Linked DNA regions of Danio rerio: region 2 is linked to region 1. A link is a contact called in public Micro-C data. All regions are on one chromosome and are shown on one strand. Each heading gives the region's core, a stretch centred on a gene start, on an enhancer-like site or on the middle of the called end of the contact. The rest is flanking DNA. Distances are from core to core; before and after follow the strand shown. Region 1 holds the start of zbtb46 (zinc finger and BTB domain containing 46). Region 2 overlaps zbtb46 (zinc finger and BTB domain containing 46).

Region 1 (3,633 bases), core at 819-3,318:
TTGAAGTGCAATTAAAATGAGAAAAAATAGAATTAATAAATTGTTACCATAACAGGCTGGCTATATTCACACACTGTTGCCAAACAACTGTGCTTAAACCATTTAAGAAAGAGCTTTTTGCATAATAGCCCCCCTTTAACTGAAAAAAATTGGTTTGTCCATATTTTATTCAAAGTTAAATGCATTAAAACAGCATTGTGTGTTTTTTTCTTACATGCTCAAAAAGTCTTATAAATTAACTGTTTTCTTATTGAATGTTGTTAAAAATGGAATTTACACTTTTGATTTAGAGCTGAATCAAAAAGTGTCACACGGTTCTTCTAATATACTGATTAACTATTATGATCAATTAGTATTATTGATCAATCATTAATTCTAATTCTAAACAATAATAAATATCAATGTTAAAAACTTTTTTCCAGCTTCATAGTTTTGTAGAAATTATGATACATGTTAATTTTAAGATAAAAACAGAGGGCAGATAACTGCAGATTAGTAATTATATAATGACAATAATAAAGTACATTTAATATACATCCAGTAAGAAAACAGTTATTATAATTGTAGTAACATTTGACAATTTTACACTTTTGACTGTATTATTAATGAACAAAAAAAAAAAAAAAACACCTTGGAGAACAAAACAGGTTTCTTTTACAAACATTTCAAAGTCTTGCTGATCCCAAACTTTCGTATGTCTAGAAAAATGCAAAATAAGCCAGTATTCAAGTCTTTTGAGATTTTCATTTGTAAGTAGTTGGCTCCTTCCACTTATACGGAGGATAGCATGACATGCACGCGCTTGTAAATAGAAAGCATTTTTTACCACTAGGGGGCGGGTGACCCTCTCCATACTGTCGAGAACGCGCACAGTGGACAAAAGCGTGCAGCAGCAGCAGGCGCGCACTCACGCCTACACGCGCCTATACGCGCAGACGCTCCTCATGCAAATTCAGCAGCACACACTGGAAAAACCATCTCATGCCCAATGAACTGGACACTGAGTAAGAACTCAGCTCTCATGGAAAACAATGATTATTAATTTAGGTACTTCTTTTTAGACCGAAAAATTAGGGCTGTAAAATAAAAAATAAAAATCAGTAAAAAAAAAAAATGTATTAACCGCAAAATAATTTTTTACATTTTTAATTGTGTTTTAATGAATATTTCATGATGTACTCGACTTTTAATGGTAGAAGATTTATCAAAAATGTAAATAATGTAACATTTAAAACTTTTTGATTATATATAAAGTTATAAGCAATGAGGACAATAATAGTGTTTTGCCAACATGTATTTTAACATGTTTAATGATAATATATGCAGTATGTATTTCAATATATGGAATTACATTTAATATATAATTTACTGAACATGCAAACTTTTTAAGTAATGATTGCAATTTAAATGACCATTCACAGTTTTACATTTACATCATATTTATATAATACAGAATGATTAATATAATAATTTGATAGATTATTAAATGATTTACCATAATTAAAAGTCTAAAATAGAAAAAAAATTGTATTATGTTAATTATTTAACAATGAAAAAGAGTCTAAAACAGTGATGTATAGAATATGCATATGATAGAAATAAAACTGAAACGTATTGTTCTGATCATTTATTACGTAAACTGTTATTATTTTACTGTACTTTTGCTCTTTATGCCTTGTAATAAAAGGATTTTGCTTTGGAGATACAATTAGGAAACTGAATTAATATTACCATCATTATAATAATAAGATCGGGAATTTAACCTCTGTATAGGCTACTTCATAATTGATCTGGAGGTTTCATGGCTGTTATGAGTTCTGCTGGAGCTGTCCAGGGTTTGATGGTGAATGTATAAGCGTTTATGTTGCCTCATTTCCTGTATTTGACTCTCAGTCGAGAGAGAGAGAGAGAGAGAGAGAGAGAGAGAGAGAGAGAGAGAGAGAGAGAGAGAGAGAGAGAGAGAGAGAGAAACGCACACACAGAGGGGGAGGTTGGTTCCTGATACCGAGACACGGAAAAGCAGGGGAGGGAGATTTAGAGAAAAAGACGAGCGTGGAGAGAGGGAGACAGCGAGCAGGGGAATTACACTGACCGACACACACACATACACACACGCGTCTCCCAGCTGACTGCTGACATTGTTGACGTGCTCACTCTCTCAAAGCTGTCACGAGCGAACACTGGAGCTCCGAATCATCGACATCGCTCTCCCCCAGAACTCATGGGTTAACAGGTAAGCCTCTCTCACCTTTCCACAGACACACACACTCTAACACTTCCTCTCGTTTGACCACTTCGCTTTTACGCTCATGCTTGTCTTGTCGTGTGGATGTGGTGTGGCGGAGACATGAGCACAGGTATTCAGGTAAGTTCGAGCCGTGAGTTTGCGGTGCGTTTGTTTTATTTACACGTGCGTGACAGCAACCTGTTTGACGTCTCCAGGTGAGAACATGCTCGTGACAGATGATGCACGCGCCGACAACAGCTGTCAGATGTGCAGTCATTCATTCAGGATAGACTTTTATTGCACTGATGGATACTTTTTCTGTTTTTGTCTTGCCAAGCTTTTTTTTATTATCATCAACGCTCTGCTCAAACACTGGGTCAATATTAAGAACTTAATTCTGTTTATGTGACAACACTTGGATCTTAAAATAATGTGTTTTGTGGTGGTATTAAAACCAAAAGCTCAGCTTTGGCAAGTAAGGGGCTTAACCCCACTCTCTCCTCCCCTCATTTAACCTCCAAAAGGGGAATTTCTCCAGCTGGAAATTTCTGCTGCGTCAACACCCTAAACCTACTAGCAGAAAAGGGAAGGGGATTTTTTTGGACTCACTTTTCTATTATTTTATTTCCTGCATAATTAAGCCCACGGGCTTGGTGCTTAATACTTCTCTCAACTTGAGGAGAGCTCAGTGTATTCGCGTCTTCAGTGCGGAAAGCATTAGGTGACCGTAGCGCTTCTCCCCGGGTTATTGTCTCTTTTTTCCCCCCGTCTGCCCCCTTAAAGCTGGTCAGTTCCGTCTTCCTCCATTTTCTCCTCGCTGACGGGTTGGTTTTAAGGGGAGCGACCCCACTTGTTTGACTCGAACATCAGCGGTTTTAAAGAGTACACGCCAATAATGCATTCGAACGCGCGTTCTAGAATTGATACATTTGAATCGAACGTTACGCGCAACAATGTATCATTCGGCGCGCGTCAAAAGAATCTACCACTCTGTATTGATTATTATGACGCTCGTTCGCGCTGTGTCGGCTCTTGTTTGCTACAGGTGCACCTGATTCTGATTGGCTAGATTTTTATAACTGTACAGGCGAAATGTTACATTCAAAACAATAGATGTCACCTATTAACGCACTCACGTGCGAAATAACTTGAATAACTGTAATCGTCTCGCATTTAAAAGTTACACTCGTGTATTTAAGTCATTGTGACTGTCTGCAGTGCAAAAAAAAAATGAGTCAGTTGAGCAGAAGAACTGGTTATGTAAGGAACTGTCCTCATGTCCATCTACACAGAATGAAGCCAATAGAAAAATGACAACTTCACTTTTATAGGTCTTCACCTACTCTCTGACACTCATAACCTCTGTATGGATTTATTAATGAGTTAATTAACTTCACCGTGACATA
Region 2 (3,633 bases), core at 426-2,925, 89 kb after region 1:
TCACTTCCGTTATTTGGTACGATTGCATTCACATCAGAAGTGAATCGGACCAGAGTTCAAGTGAACCGTACCCCAGACCACCTCTTTCAGGTAGACCTGGGTATGGTTTGTGGGTGTGCACCTGAGTTCAGAAGACTAGGTAAGCGCACCGTACTCTGGTGCCAAACAAACCCGGGTGCGGACCAAAAGTGCTAGTGTGAAACTACCCTTAGTGATGTAAGTAACTACACATTAGAGACCTATGAAAGAAGAACTCTAATAAAAATGTATCATTTGAGAGTTATCTAGTATATTGTTTGTGGCAACACAAACTGTAGGTGCAATATTTTAAGAGTTTTGGTTGCAAAACGTGATAAACACATTTTTTGACATTTGGATTTTATTATTGGAAATCATTGTTCAGCTGCACCTTAATCTATGTGTGAATTGCTGCCATTAATAACATTTAAGAATGTACATATTAGGCCTAGTACAAAATGTATTTTTTCAAAACGTGATATCCGCCAGACCAGATTCTTTACAAAGTGCAATATAGCAGTTATGATGACGATGATTATTATTATTATTACAGTGAAATAATTCATTAAACATGACGGGGCGAGGCGATTTGTGTAGCTGACTCTGTGCAATAGAGGCAAGAACTGTGGAAGGAGACTCCACTTTTTCCGTAACAAGTCATTTATCTAACTAACTTAATCTTACTTATCAAACAAAACATAGATTCACTAGTCTTTCTTTATGGTATTACAGTAGTAGAATATAGCCTAGGGTGGATATATAGCCTTTTGCAAAAAAAAAAAAAAAAAAAGTTATGTTATTCACGTTCTGGCCAAAACTATCTCAGAATGTTGTTGTTATAAATCACATTTTAAAGTTATTAAAGTTGTTGTCTTTGTATATACTGTACTATTCCATATATTTATGATGTTTTTTTTTTTTGTTTGTTTTTTTTTACCAATTTAAGATATTTGACAATGTTAAAATAAATATGTTGCATTTTGGCTTGGTTTTTGACTTATTTTATGAACTATTTGGACATAAAGTTAAATAAAAAATATCCTGGATTTAAAAATAATGTTTCTGGCCTTCACTGAGCTCAAGTAATAGTTTAATGTATATAAATTATGAATAAACTTGACTTTTGATGTCTTAAATAATAATGTCAAATAACCAACATTTCTCAAAATGGAGATTTTGCAATGAAACTCTTCATTTGTCCCAATAAGCCTTGCATTGTATTAGTAGTATACCCAAATCCACATCATCCATTATACAGTACCTGAATGACCTACACAATGATTCCGAAGTGTGTGTCCAATGGATACTTTACTATTCTATCAGCCTCTGAGAGAAGATTTGTGAATGGACGTACAGCAAAACAACAAATGACAGCAATAGACGAGAACCTTTCCTACGTAATTTCCTAAGGACACCATCAGGTTCTTTTAAGACCCTCTTTAGTTGAGTTTGGCTCTCTGAGTGGATGTCTAAAATGGGCCGGTCCTGTTGCCTGCTCTTTAAACCCTGATTTCTGGCCTGTGCTCTGGATTTAGCGTTGGTCGCACCCTCCCTAGAGTCGTGCTTTTAGCACAAAGCCCTGCGTGTTTGCTTCCCCTCTCCACCCAGCATTCCATTTTCCCCAAGATCTCCTCTCTCCCACTCTCTTCGGCCCTCCCTTTCTCTCTCCGGCTGTCTTTCTCTGTCTCTTACGCCCTCTCTCTTTCTGCTGCTCTCACTGTCTGCCACTTTGTGCTCCCTCTCTCTCTGTCTCTCCCTGCTTTACTAAGCTGCATTAACTCCCCAGATTACCTTGAGCCCTGCAATCCTCCACTCCCCCTCTCCACCTCCACCCCTGCTCACGCTCACCCTCTCGTCCTCTCCGTCGCCCACTCAACTCCCCCCTCCATCATTACCCACACTTCTCTTCTCGTCTTTCTCCCTCCTTTCTAGCCTTCAGGGTTTGTTTGATTTATTCTTCCTCTATCTATCTATCTCTCTCTCTTTCCTTGGAGGTTGTGGCCCGACTAGTCCCTAAAAAACAACAGTGCGAGAATGTAAGAGAGAGAGAGAAATAACAACCTCTTTTACTTTCCATCATGCCTCCTCTTTCTTCATTTTTTTCTCTCATCCCCCTCTCCCACACTGCTTTTAAATTGCCTCTGAATTCTTCAGCTTTTTTAGTGCCTCCCTCCCTCCATTCCTTGGAAATTACTTTTTACCCTTTCAAACTCCAACCACGCTGAGGAAGCAGGCCTGACCTTCCCCTCCCTACCCTTAAGCCCGTCGGACACATGAGTGGCCTGTGTATGTTTACATACATGTGCGTTCGGTGTCCTGAGGGGGCGTTTATCGCTGCTAATGAGTGTGTGTTACGGGTTCTGATGTATCGATGTAGTAGATAAGAGTTAAACATGACAGCTTAAACAGCCTTATCACTGAACAGAAACAAACTCCATGCTGTGTGTGTGCAAACCTGATCTCTATGCGAGATGGAGAGCGTCCAGGGACACCTCGAAACCGACTGAAACAAAAGACAGTGTTGAGTTTCAGCCGGGGAGGGTCGTAATCGCCACAGCAGCTGGAACAGAGGGTCATGAGGTCAAAGCCCGTCAGCTGACCCCTTTTCTCTCTGTCTTTCTGTTTCTTTTCTCGTTTATTGTGCTTTAATAGACATTCGTCCAACCCCATCCCCTCCAATAACCATTAACACGCACAGATCACACACTCTCAACGTTCACAAAAAGCTCTTTCAAAGATGAGGCAGGCATTCAATGCCACACCACAAGGTCTTACATTAGCCACTATGCATGATTATTACACACTTGTGCGTGTTCCTGAATGCATATTCTCTCATGCCGTAAGTTTACGTTCTACCACACGATAAACAGATACGTTGGAACCAGCAGACGCCTACGCGCAGACGCACACACAATCACGCACGGACACAAAGCCAACGCCGTGGGTCCGCCTATTTGTGTCTACTCTTAAAAGGGTGTTTTATTTAGCATAAATGTTGAAGCCAAGAGTGCCTGGCTGCCATGGCAACCACATTAAACTGAGATCCCCTTTGCAAGAAAGAATCAAACCGATTCAGGCGTTCTCTTATGAGGGGAACTAGGGACAATACGCGCCATTATTCCCACTGTAATCTCACTCGGTGTGACACAACACTTCAATCAGTGCCCATTAAAGCTTTCGGATTACACACGTGAACAAAGATTCCTCAAGCATTCCTCAATCACTTAAGCTGCTATCAGAAACAAAGGCATAACAATGCCTCCTGTATCTCGACATGCTGCCTTGAGTGGGATGTAATAATGGCGAGACGTCAAGAAATGTGTCTCGTATGGTGTAGATTGAATAAAATAGTACTTAAAATATTTTTTGTATGTGATAAATTGTTTTTGCTGTCATTGAATACTTTTTATGACTTTGAGTGTCCATGAACCTTGCAGTTTTACATTCAGAACAAGCAAAGTCTGATGAAATGAATCACTCTTTATATGTGCTGCTTTTCCATGAATGGGCCAAGTAAATTCAGTTGAGTTCCAGGGGTTTCCATCGACTCTTTACATCTGGGGTCTCTAACCCTGCTCCTGATGAGCTATTGTCCTGCAGAAATACGCTTCAGCA

Evidence for each region. Hi-C and Micro-C count contacts between places; a contact is called where the count stands out from the background.
Region 2: a contact with region 1 is called in a Micro-C map of caudal fin, with 2.5 times the contacts expected there. The contact joins the enhancer-like site here to the promoter of zbtb46 in region 1. A contact is called at or near these places in 2 of 18 Hi-C or Micro-C datasets (caudal fin and an unstated tissue).

The regions. Positions count from the first base shown.
Region 1 is chr23:15,203,404-15,207,036 of GRCz12tu, forward strand. It overlaps zbtb46 (zinc finger and BTB domain containing 46), which reads left to right and starts at 2,069. Exons shown (of 5, transcript XM_021469915.2): 1 at 2,069-2,233.
Region 2 is chr23:15,292,891-15,296,523 of GRCz12tu, forward strand. The region is part of intron 2 of zbtb46 (zinc finger and BTB domain containing 46); the gene reads left to right. Among named protein-coding and RNA genes, the nearest start is that of lmod3, 60 kb to the right of the region's middle. Within about 2 kb of position 1,676, at least 45 of the 62 cell types and tissues checked have an H3K27ac peak or open chromatin away from gene starts, as enhancers often do. A contact at or near this core is called in caudal fin, where this site is marked.